Linked DNA regions of Macaca mulatta: region 1 is linked to region 2. A link is a contact called in public Micro-C data. All regions are on one chromosome and are shown on one strand. The core of a region is the stretch at or near the end of the contact, and the rest is flanking DNA. Distances in the headings are between cores, read along the strand shown. Region 1 overlaps HECW2 (HECT, C2 and WW domain containing E3 ubiquitin protein ligase 2). Region 2 holds the start of STK17B (serine/threonine kinase 17b).

Region 1 (6,338 bases), core at 3,528-6,027, 100 kb before region 2:
TTGGCATACATCATGTGCCTTGACACTTGGTTTATAGGTACTGAGTCTCCTGGCTCTCCTAATAGCCCCTTTCATCTTTGATGACCTAATTAACTATCTGATCATGGAAAACTTACAATTTCTAATTGTACTTAAGATAATGGGTTTCATTATTACCTTGAGTAAATTTTACTTTGAAAACTTACAACATTGGGCCCCTAAGGATAATGATAGATAGCACTTGTATAGTTTTAGAATTAAACAAATAGACCAAAAAATGCTTTGCTACATTGTATTTCATGTTACTGCAATGCTGAGGTAAATGGTTTATGCTCATTCCTGATTTCATGTTCCCAGAGATTCTACAGTGATCATGCCAGACATGGCTTCCACTCTCCTAACACATTGTGGGGGAGAAATGTTTGTTAGGAATGAAAGAGACAGGTTTTTGTAAGAAATATATAGCTCAGAGAACTTAAGTGGCTTGCCCAAAGTTCTAGACAGTATGTGATGAATTTGAATGGGTGTGTAATGGGTGACTAAACTGGAAAGGCATGTAGGCAGACTGTTAAAGAGTCATGAAAAACTGACCAAAGAGTGGGAATGTATTTTCTGTGGACAATGGATAGTCACGAGAAGCTTTGGATTGGGTGGTGTGTAATTGATGTATTTAGAAAGAATATTCCTGTAGTAATGGGCCAGTTAAATGACTACGGTGATAGAGATGTGGAGCAGCTGAGAAACCACCAGTACTTATACACATAAAATAAAGTCCCAAAATAATGGGGTGGTGTTCAGGCTGGGAGGGGACAAATAGAGGATACTACAGTGAGAAAATGAGAAGGATTTGGTGGCTTGCTGTATAGGAGAAGGAAAAAAGAAGAGAAGTCAATGATGTTTAAAAGTTTCAAGGTGGTAAGAACTTTATAATAACCACCTATGATAGTAAGAGCTCAAAGACCGTCAGTTAAGAGAAGCCCAAATGTCCATTCTTCTGGCTTCCTTCTCAGATCATATCTTTGATGACTATCTTGTAGAGTATTTCCTAAAACCAAGCATAATGTTCCTTCCTGCTCTCTTCGTTCTGGATCTCATCTAAGCTTGGCTTTCTCTAATGTGATCTGTCCTGTGGGGGTACGGAGAAATTTCCCCAAATATTGAAAATTATGAGAAAATAGAGCTAAGATCGTGACTCAGAAGTGAGTCTTTTCCTGACCGTCTGATGTTATAGCTCAGCTAAGACATGTGAGCGGCATGTATTTGACTCAGTGTATTGTATCCTAGGCGTTCTTTGTGGACCACAACTCCCGTACCACCACTTTCATTGATCCCCGACTCCCACTTCAGAGCAGTAGACCTACAAGTGCGCTGGTTCATCGGCAACACCTGACAAGGCAACGCAGCCACAGTGCGGGTGAGGTGAGTCAAGCATGTTGGGGACTGACCTGTTGGTTGATAGAAGCTTCTAGAATGTGATGGTTTGAGGAATTGGATTTTTTTTTTTAAGTATTTTTTTGTTTTGTTTTTTTGAGTTTGATTTAGAGGCTGAAAAGCTTTCAAATGTTGACAGGGCTTCTCTGGAAATACATACAGCCTAAATCACAAATTTAAAAAGGTAGGATATGTGAGGAAAAACTGAAGAAATTTAAGATTTTTTGACTCAGACGAAGGTGAGAGGGAGTTGATAATGTACTAAAATGTTCAAGACGGGGAGCTGATAAGCCTGTTTGCACACCCATTTTCAGCCTCACAGGAAGAAATGAATATAACTTGGTTAAATATAGAATTTCTTAAGTGAGGTGTTCTATATTACATTACAATATTCATCCAGGGCTATGGGATTATGGAATCCTCACTAGTATTCTTTAAAATTAGGATATTTTTGAGAGAGTTGTTTTATATACTTTATGTGCCTGGAGAAAATGGGCTGAACTAAGAATTGCTAAAAACTGCTTAACCAGTTTGCAGGCACCAATGGTAACCACATGAGGGCCCTCTAATATCCTAACCAAAAAAAAAAAAAAACACACAAAAAATCTTATTTCACTTCTTCCTTTTGCAGTTTAAATATATAAAAGAAATGTCTTAAGTCAAGTTTTCTTCTCCTTCCTATGGGCTTATGATTTGATTATATACCATCACTTGATTTACATTGTCTCTGAAAATTCCCTTTAGAATTAGGATCCTTTACCCGCCTTTACATGCCTTTTCTGTGTCTATGTGCATGTCATGTTTTCAATATTATATTGTATATCAAATATCTTTGTAGCCGTATATTTTGCATAAGAAAAAATATGAATACAGTAAATAACTGGATCTGATTCATCAAAATCTGCTCTTGGAATTTCCCCTCATGATTTACATACTTGCTCCAATGCATCATGTGTTCACTGGTTGTAAGTGCAGATATAGAAGGGTATACATGAGAAGCTCATATAAAAATGATATACAAATATATTACAGGATGAGATATGTACAAAAATATTTATGTTTTATGAGTAGCTAATAAATCTTTACCTTGCTGTCATGTAACCCATTAGTGGTGAACTGAATGACGCTAACAGCATTCATCTTAAAAGCAGAACAGACCTCTCACCTTTGGACCTTGTGTGCGATGTGTAGCACAATTAGGGCTCTGTCTGATATTTTATTGCATAGCCCGTGCCCTTTAACCACTCACCTTATCATGACTTCACAGTATGAAGCTGGCTGTTTGGTCTAGTCAGGACTATTTTTCTGGGAAAACAGACATGAGATTAATAGCTATACTTTCATTTTTTTTCAACCCCTCTACCTTAGAACATGAATTATTTTCATGGTCTAGTAGTAGTAGCCTTTATGAGAGAGGGACCCTAAGGGATACGTTAAGGCTTTTCCTCCTATGGCTGGCAACTGAGCAGTGGCCCAGAGATAACTCCGTACAGACTGAGCGTCCAGCCCTCCACGTTGTTAAACCTTCCAGGGGAGTGTCCTTTCTGACATGGCTGTTGGAATCATGCACATCTTGCAGTGCTGCCCTTCCGAGGGATTGCCCACTGTCTGCTGGTCTGGTTACAAGGACTGAGGTCTCAGAGAGAAGACCTTTGGCTTTTCTGGGAAATGATGAGACATGGCAACATACTGTAAGGAGAGAAAGTATATATTGGAGTGTCGAAATGATCAGATATCTGACTAACAATCTGTACTTAGTGATCAGATCTCCCCAGAGAGTAGCTGTATTCATCCCTCAAAGCCAGTAACTCAAGAGAAGCAGGATGTGAAAACTTCTAATTACATACATGAGTCATTTCAGCCACCATCTTGTATTCCTTCAGCAAATATTCCAGTCAGTAGAAAGATTGATGTCCTTTCCATCTAACAAGCTAACACCAAACACCTACTACAATGAAGAAACATAATGGTTGCTGTTATAAGGGATGCAAATAAATAACACATTTCCTGCATCCTTTTTCTTTTTCTTTTTCTTTTTTTTTTTTTTTTTTTTGAGACTGAGTCTTGCTCTGTTACCAGGCAGGAGTGCAGTGGTGCAATCTCGGTTCACTGCAACCACTGCCTCCCGGGTTCAAGAAATTCTCCTGCTTCAGCCTCCCGAGTAGCTGGGACTATAGGTGCCTGCCACCACACCCGGCTAATTTTTGTATTTTTAGTAGAGATGGGGTTTCACCGTGTTGGCCAGGATGGTCTCGATCTGTTGACCTTGTGATCCAGCCGCCTTGGCCACCCAAAGTGCTGGGATTATAGGCGTGAGCCACCACGCCTGGCCCACACATTTCCCGCATTCTTAATAGGCGAGGAAAACATGAAACCATACTACAAATGAATAAAAATATGAATGAAAAATGCTTTGTAAATTTTCTTTTTTTAATAGTTGGGAAAGAAAAATATACCTTTAGATAATCATGTTTTTTTCTTTTTATTTATATCTTTCTAGCTTTATTGTGGTATAATTGACAAATAATATAAACTGTTCGCAATGGCAGCTGCTTGTTCTGCTTGTTCTGTGGGAGCTCAGAGAAGGTTGTATTTAACTTGGGCTTGAAGGAGAGGGAAGACCTTGTTGAGGAGGGGCTGTTTGAACTACTCTTTGAAGAATGAGTGAGAGCATTCTTAAAGGACAAGCAAGCGGTGGAGGGTGGGGAGGATATTTTTAGCATTAGGGTCTTTAGAAAAATCTTCAGCAAATACCCAAGTGATGCCATATGATAAAAGGGCTGCAAATGGTTGTGGGTGGAATAAAAGTCTGTTTTCAAAATCCCAGTTTATAAATCCAGTGCAGTATGTTATTTTTTCTTATTCTCTCTTATACTACTGTTCTACTATTGTCTTAAAAGACTTCTGTAATATGGGGAAAAATGCTAAAGCAGAAGCGAAAAAAACATTAGAGTTTTCTGGTAAGACTGTTGATGGATATTTTTGGTTATCTACTTGTGTGTATGAGTTTCTAAATCTATATTAGGTGCAATAAATAATTCAGGTTAGGACAACCCTATTTAGCTCCTCCGCACCTGTTCCTATTAGCACCCTGGTGTGGGAGGCTCAAACCAGAAAGATCTGTTGTACCAGGTGTTCTAATAGGCACAGAAAATTGCTCCTGAGGAGATAATATACTAACTCGGAACCCCACATGAAGATTGCTGCTCTTCAACCCCTCCTCTGCTGAGCCAGGGAATTCCCTGGCCTGCCTCAGCCAAAAGAAGAAATATCTTGGCACTGCCCCAAAACATTTTATACCACTCAGTCTTCCCTTTGATTGTGTTGTTGCAGACTGTGCTCTGTCAACGCAGAAGTTAGTCCTGATGAACAAGTCTGCTGTTTAGCTGCTGCAGCCTCCGTAATTATAAGCAGATTGAACTACTTCTGTGCCGCTTGGTAAAGAGTCACTGCCCCAGCCCCTCTCAAGAATGTGGATGCCTCAAATCCTTCCCCCCCTCCCCATTTGGCCACTAAAACAAGACTTTCAATAACTAAGAACCCTGCTTCAGCTCCACAGCTGGTGTCCGTTCTGATCAAGTGGTACTTCACCATGCTCATTGTTAATATTTTGAACAACTTGGTTTGGGATGCTGATACAGAGCATTCTGGCTCTTGGTGCAGAATATAAAAGATGCCTCTGTTTGCAGGTAGGAGAAGATTCTCGACATGCAGGACCACCAGTTCTTCCCAGGCCATCCAGTACATTCAATACAGTCAGTAGGCCACAGTACCAGGACATGGTTCCAGTGGGTATGTCATCCCTTTCCAGAAATTATCTGTCCTTTTGTGCTGTTATCTGTACCATGTACATCTGTACCATGTACACACTTCTCCTGTTGTTAGCCTGCTACTTTTTGCCCTGTATTGAGAAATTGCTGCATTATCCTTAAGAAATGTACAACAAAATCCTATATACTTGAGTCTCAAAGGGCTTCTGTCTTATCATATCCTAAAGGATGAGATTGTTTTTTAATAGCACCCTACCTTTCCTGAGTAGAGGTATTATATTAGATTATTGAAGTTAAGGAAAAATAATTTATTAAGGTAATATGTTATGCAATCATTATAAATTAAGAATTTGGACGAGCATATACTTAGTATATATTTAAGGCTGAGACAGAATTTAAATGGCATGTGAATCTGTAGCAGCCTCACAAAATAAACAATCAAAGAGAGCACATTCTTAAGGGCTTTTGTCACAAATAGAAGGCAGCAAGAACCTCTAAAATAGTAAAATAAAAATAAATGAATGTAGGAAAAAGTCCTAAAAAACAACTTGAGTTGTTATTAAAAGGATGAGGTTGAAGTAGATCGGTGGTTGCCAAACCTGAAGTGCCTAAGGCAGGGGGAGTGGACAGACTGGTGGGAGGCCATATGGGCTCCGTGCTCCGTCTTAAATAAGACTAGGTTGGCTGGGCACAGTGGCTCACGCCTGTAATCCCAGCATTTTGCGGGGCCAAGATGGGCAGATCACAAGGTCGACAGATCGAGACCATCCTAGCTAACACAGTGAAACCCCGTCTCTAGTAAAGATAAGAAAAAATTAGCCAGGCCTGGTGGCATGCACCTGTAGTCCCAGCTGCTCAGGAGGCTGAGATAGGAGAATCACTTGAACCCGGGAGGCGGAGGTTGCAGTGAGCCGAGATTGCACCACTGCACTCCAGCCTAGGGACAAAGCAAGACTCAGTCTCAAAAAAAAAAAAAAAAAAAAAAAAAAAAAAAAAAAAAAATTTAGACCAGCTCTCCATTTATCTTTGTTTTAAAACGTTTTTGTTTCTTTTTTTTATTATTATACTTTAAGTTCTAGGGTACATGTGCACAACATGCAGGTTTGTTACATATGTATACATGTGCCATGTTGGCGTGCTGCACCCATTAACTTGTCA
Region 2 (6,455 bases), core at 600-3,099:
ATTTAGGGTCATAAAAGAAACACAAACTATCAGCCCTGCACCAAAGAACATAAGGCAGAGGTGATCAGGCTGGGAAGAGAAAGTAGGAATCAGCAGAGTTCTGATTCCCGAAGAGGGTAACCTTCTTAAAGTCAGAAACTGATGAACAGGTGTGGATGAGGAGGATGGTGATAAGCTGGAGCTAAGGCAGAAGCAGGAAAATGCAAGACATGACAATATCCCTAGGAGGCTGGCTGATTACAGCAGAGGTATTGTGACCAAGAGGACTGGCTTACAGTGGTGCCAGAGAGAGAAAAGTCTGTGTCTAGGTGTGAAGTGATGTGGGACTGGATTCGTGACAGGGAGGATGGGGTGAGTGTGAGAAGGTTGCCAAAAGCTGGCAATTGATGAAATGTTGAAATTAAGGAGGTCCAAAGTTAAACACACAACCCCAAAACCCACCATAATGATGTAATCCTGTGACCACCATGAGGTTACTAGTTTTGGTACTGGTGCTGAGACCTCTGGAATGCAACACCTATGTTCATGAAAGAAAAGATGGAAACAGTCTCATTGCTTACGGATTCTTAGACCCCAGAAAAGTTAATTCCAGTGTGTGGCATTTTGTTTATTTTCATCCTAACTTTAGGCTTCTCTAGTCAGCCCAATTGTTAGCAACGAGACATTAGATAGATGGAAGCAATATTCTTCATTTGACAAGGTTTAGGGGCAAGACATTATTAAACCGGGATGAGTTTTGGTAAGTAACAACAAACAGACTTCATAAAAAGGGCTGTGATGTATTCGATACCTTTTTCTTGGGGAAAATGCAGTGGGAAAGGGAAACAGCTAGCTTCATAGGAATTTGCTTGGCTTGGTGGGATAGAACAAGAAAACCTGTCCTTTATATGTTAACTGAGCATTAAGTCTTTTGAAAGCAAGAGCACGACTCCACTCCCAGTATCTTTTCCCAAGGAAGGGTTTTCTGCAATTATCTTAAATGTCCTCTGAAAGCAATCCTAGATTACATAACTAATCCCATATATGTATGAGTATGTGTGTATCCTATACATATAAACTAGGATTATATATCTATGTAAAACATTTGTGTCTTGCACAGAACTTTGAAAATTTCCACTGTCTTCAAAGGGTAACAGATCTTGAGTACGTTGCTGAGGGCTTTCATCTTTTTCCTTGGCACCATATATGCAAAATCGGTTATTCAGCCTATTGGGACCCTCCCTACATTGCCTTCAGTCAGTGCCTCAGAAGGGACACCATTCGCGACAGCAGACTTTAGCAGTGGGGTCCGGGTTCCATAAATCCCCAACTGATGTTGACGCTCCGAGGAACCTCTGCCAAGTTGAAGAAAACTGGGTTCTCCACTTAGAAGGTAGGTTCAGGTCCTAAGGAAGATTCCCAGGAAGAGTCAGAAAATAGGTCTTTGGTAGGCACTAAAGTTTGGTAACTAGTTGCAGGCAGCTGGGATTTTGCGGCTTCCTTCTCCCGGGTCTCCGGATATTCACACCTCTCGACTGACCTCTCTGAAGGTAGGAAGGAGTGCACCCAGCAGGAGCTCCAGCCCTACGTGCCTCCTCTGCAGCGCCGCCCCTCCGCCCCTCCCTCGCGGCAACCCCGGTGCGTCCCACCTGCGCCGCCACGCCGCAGCGCCTCCCCGCCCCGCCTGGGGCCGGCCCGGAGCCGCACCCTCTCACCGCCGGGCCCCGCCCCGTACACGCGCCCCCAGCCGGTCCCCCGCCCCTCCCGTCACGTGACAGACCCACCCTCCGCACGCGCTCCGATTGGCTCTCCCGACCTAGGGGGAGGGATCTGGCGAACGGCAATGCTCCAGACGCGGCTGCAGTTTTCAAACCTCAACTGCAAGCTTCGGTAGTTCACTCCGCTGCCGTCGCCGGGAGTCACTTCACGGAAAGCCAAGTCACAACCGTCGGCCCTTGTCTGGAAAAGTAAAAGTGGGTCCTGCCACGTTCGGGGCTCCCTGGCGCCTCACCCGGCTGGAGCTAGAGAACTCGTCCTGTGGCGGCCCCCGGCGTGGGGCGGGACAGCGGCCCCCTCGTGGGGGCAGTCCCAGGAGAACCTGCAGCGGCCGGAGCGGTCAGTGTCCTGCGGGATTGGCGGGTGGGCTCGGGGCTGCGACGGAACCAGCCCCCTCGGTGCAGAGACCTGGAACGTGAGGAAGGAGGAGCCGAGGAGCGTTTAGGCGGTGCGGGGGGTTCCAGGATCCCTTCGGATCCCCGGCTTGGCTGAGAGGGGCTCAGACTCCGTCGCCGCTCAGGTAGCCGATTGCTGCTGGCGCCTCTCCGCTTTGGGACTGGAGTCCCGGTTCCCTGTGGTTCGGCGCCGGGAGCGGCCGGCGGTCCTCCCACCACCCTCCTCAGCCCGGGCGCGTGTCTGTGTCTGTGCGTGTCCGTGTGTCCCCGTGTGCCCTCCACCCGGCCGGCCCGGGCTCTCCCCGGGTCGCGCCAGGCAGGGCCGCCTTCGTGGCGGGCCCGCGCTGGTCCCTTCCACAGCACGGCCACGCGGTCACCCTTGCCTCTCCCGAGTCCCAGCTGCGGCGTGGGCACGGGGCGCGTTCCCATAGAACTCGTGGTCGCGTCCAGCTCCCAGCTGTCTTTAGTCTAGAGAAAGTTCGTGCTCATCTTGTGGGACGTTTTCAGTTACTGCTTGGGAACAGTGTTTTAAAACCAGCGAGAGAGCAAGACGGGCTACAGCTGTTTCTGTGATTTTTTCAGCGATCTGATTTTTACTTTGATGCCTTGTAACCCACTTAGTGTGCACGACTCATCCTCAAACTATACGACTACTGGATGCCAACGATTTTTGACATTTACCCAGGCTCTTTGTTTTATTGTAGGGAAAAGCGTTTCATTTGAATTCCCTCCGAGGGAGTAGAGACAAAGTTGAAAGAGGCTTTATAGCAGCTGGTAGCTGGCATTAGTTTCTGTCCGGACTAGAGGCACTCTGACATCAATTTGGAAATTGGAGTTAAGAAACGAAATACGTTTTTAAAACCATAATACTGATCAGATTTCACTAATATTTAAACACATGAGGACTGTGTATCACATTCACCGATTGTTTTGTCGACGTAATGTTTACATCTGTGGTGCTAATGATAAGCTGAACCTTGCCAGGGACGTTTGACGTGTGTGACGTGTGGCCACTTTACGTTTTCAAGTCTATGAGAATGTCTGCGCGGAGACAGCATAGCCCTGTAGAAATGAGTGGCAGCGTTTTTGAACCCAGCAGCACAATTTTATTAAAGGAAAATATAATAAACTTACTTTCTCATTGATAACACTTTTTTAGTTTTATGGTGAACTGCTCAGAAGTAATTTTCAACAAGTGCTTATTTTATAAATATTAGACCGTATACCCGTAGGATTGTGTATTAAAAAAAAAAAAAAAAAAAAAAAAAACTGGTCCATAGAGGCAGTGCAAAAGTTTTACACTCATATCCCTCGGATCCTCCTCCTCGGAGCAGATGCTCAATTAAATTTTTTCTACTATCTTAATAATTGGAGGCATGAATAGATGTTTTATTTTTGAGATACATATTGTACATTTTAGATCACTTTTTTCTAAAGTAGGGATCCAAAATTGAGGTGAAATATATTTGCTTACCTGGCAAGACTTTTTAAAAGTAGAATTTCTGTAATTGGAGACCATCCTTTTTTGTGTGTGGATAGAATGGTTGCAGTTTATCTTGGGATCATTGATTGGTGAATTACAATTTGGTTAAGATAGAATCCGTTTTTAGGAAGTAGGAGGCTTGACTAATCGCTGTGTTAGCATATGAGTAACAAATTTGAAGAAGATACAAGCATTTTTATGGCGGACGTTTCTAGTCAGATAATTTTATTTTTAAGCTTGCACTGTTTTACTGCTGTTAAGTGAACATTTTAACATGTTTTAAAGCTCTTTGATAATTATAAGGGAGAATTTCCTTATCAAAATATTTTTGTTTTAATTTTAGAGACACCAGAAATCAAGGAAATCAGTTAATGACACTTTCACTTAATCCTTAAATTGTCCCCAAATTGCATGCATAGTATATTGTAATTCACATTTTCTGTGTGTAAGATTGTCAGTTAAGAATGGTATTCTGGCCGGGCGCAGTGGCTCACGCCTGTAATCCCAGCACTTTGGGAGGCCGAGGCGCGCGGATCATGAGGTCAGGAGTTCGAGACCAGCCTGACCAATATGGTGAAACCCCGTCTGTACTAAAAATACAAAAATTAGCTGGGCATTGTGGCGCGTGCCTGTAGTCCCAGCTACTCAGGAGACTGAGGCAGAAGAGTTGCTTGACCCGGGAAGCGGAGGTTGCAGTGAGCGGAGATCGTGCCACTGCACTCCAGCCTGGGCAACAGAGCGAGACTCTGTCTCAAATAAAATAAAATAAAATAAAAAAGAATGGTATTCCTAGGCTTACTACTTTTCAAGGATACTGATTGATTCTTCTTTTTGTAAAGAAATCTTTTGCACTGTATGGGTATTTGTTTTGTCAAAAACATTAGCAATCATTTATCTACTACCTTTCCACTTAGGAAAACTTCAAATGTCAGTTGCTTTAGTTTTTCATCATATTGATGACAAAATTCAGTGATTTTATGTTTAAGTACTGTAGTTTGTATTCTATGGTGGACTGTTATCAAAGGCTATTTCTTTGAATATTTCAATTAAATGTTCTTACAAAGTTACAAACACGTATTTTTATCTATGTTGTAATGTTGCAATTTTCAAGGCATACTTAATTAAAAGTTTTTTATTATCCTTTTCCCAGAACATTTAACCTCAAACTTCAGTGCCATTTAAAAGATGTATATTAGTTTCTTTTAATATTTATATGCATTATATTTTGGTTCATCCCTGACCCTTTGCAATTACTCCAAAAGAGTGTGTAGTGATACTCTAAGCATTGAAAATTTTTAACAGTGAGATGGTAATTTCCTCTTTAATTCTTAAAGGATCAGATTCCATTTTGCATTGTAATAGTTACTGAATAAATAGTACTTCAGCGGTGCTGTTAAGTAAACAATATTTTACAACAGAAACCTAATTTTCCATCTTGTGAATGACAAGCACCATGCATTTGTTGCCCACCCCCGCATCACCCACTCTTATTTCCGTTTTTCAACGTCTTGTCCTGGTTCACAATTACAGGGTTTAATTCTTTTTCTGGAGGTGGGAAGACACAGCATTAGGCCTTAGGGTCTTGGCACAGAATCAGGCCTAGGAGTCATTGCCTGACTCTTCAGCCCTTGGATAGTATATACTAGAATAGTTGGATTAGAGTTAGTTTAGCTGACTTTCTATTGTGATTTTTAGAGGATTAAATTTATGAATTATATTTTCTGTTCAAAATATTTTTAAAAACAAAACCTGTTAGCAGAATACACATAAGGAATCTCTTCCTTGAAATTGAAAATCATCATAATTTCCGTCTTGATACCAATACTTCTAATCAGTGACTAATTAAAAACAAATACTTCTGCCACACCAGGTGAAAGTTCTTCCTTTACTTTTGATGGACGCTAAATCTCTTTTTCGGTTTCCTAGGGAAAGCTTGCTAGCAGTAAATGCCTTAAACGCCTATGTAGAAAGGAGTTGCTTCCCTTACAATCTTGGGGCTTACTTTGCTTCCTATCGCCTTTCCAATTTACTTCGTGAAGATCTAGACTTATCAGTGATAAATCTTGATAGGACACTTACCTGAATTTCCTGATTTGTGGTGGCTCCTAAAAGAGTGATGTTCTTAACTGCAGTAGGTATTTGTATTAATAGCTTGTATTAAAAACAAGTAGCCGCCTTGTCTGGAAACAGTGGAAAAACAAAAGGTCTATTGGCATTTCGTTATAGTATATGACAAAATCAGTTTATCTGTGTTTCTAGACTTTGTGGCTACCTGTTTAGAACTGACATTTTGTAAGTGCAATTTAAAATAGTTACTTTATTTGTCCAAATACTGAATTAAGCAGAGACTAGCTGCATTCAGAGGTCCAGTACTGTAAATTCAAGATGGATCTCAAGTTCTCCTAATCCCTCAAAGACATGAGATGTACGTACAGTTTCTTTTTGCTCTATCTGATGATTCTGACAATTCAGTTTATCAAACATTTTTTAAATTCCTACCGGGTGGCAGATACCATGCTGGTTGCTTAGGCACAAAAGTAAAAGGATGCTGCCCTTTAAACACTAAACAGAACTGTAATCTAACATGTTACATTTTGAGGTAAGGAAGTATGCCAAGGGTCCTCTTATTTGAAGCATAAAGGAGAAGCATTTAAATCAACCTGTGGTTTTTAGGCAAAGCTTCCTGGGGGAGAGGCCATTCTGTGTTGAGTTATGAAGGATGTGTAAGAAGAGTTAGCCATTTAAGGAAAGTAGAAAGGCTTTTTCAAGCAAAGAAGTATAACAAAGATGTGGTGACAAAATATGAAATATGAGTGCCTCAG

The links. Hi-C and Micro-C count contacts between places; a contact is called where the count stands out from the background.
Region 1: a contact with region 2 is called in a Micro-C map of CD4 T cells, with 10 times the contacts expected there. The contact joins the enhancer-like site here to the promoter of STK17B in region 2. A contact is called at or near these places in 4 of 14 Hi-C or Micro-C datasets (CD4 T cells, blood, cortical neurons and 1 more).

What each region holds. Positions count from the first base shown.
Region 1 is chr12:101,239,655-101,245,992 of T2T-MMU8v2.0, reverse strand. HECW2 (HECT, C2 and WW domain containing E3 ubiquitin protein ligase 2) reads left to right here. Exons shown (of 29, transcript XM_015131908.3): 15 at 1,264-1,398; 16 at 5,100-5,202. Among named protein-coding and RNA genes, the nearest start is that of STK17B, 100 kb to the right of the region's middle. Within about 2 kb of position 4,777, at least 4 of the 40 cell types and tissues checked have an H3K27ac peak or open chromatin away from gene starts, as enhancers often do. A contact at or near this core is called in CD4 T cells, where this site is marked.
Region 2 is chr12:101,133,234-101,139,688 of T2T-MMU8v2.0, reverse strand. STK17B (serine/threonine kinase 17b) reads left to right here and starts at 1,849. Exons shown (of 8, transcript XM_015131912.3): 1 at 1,849-2,094.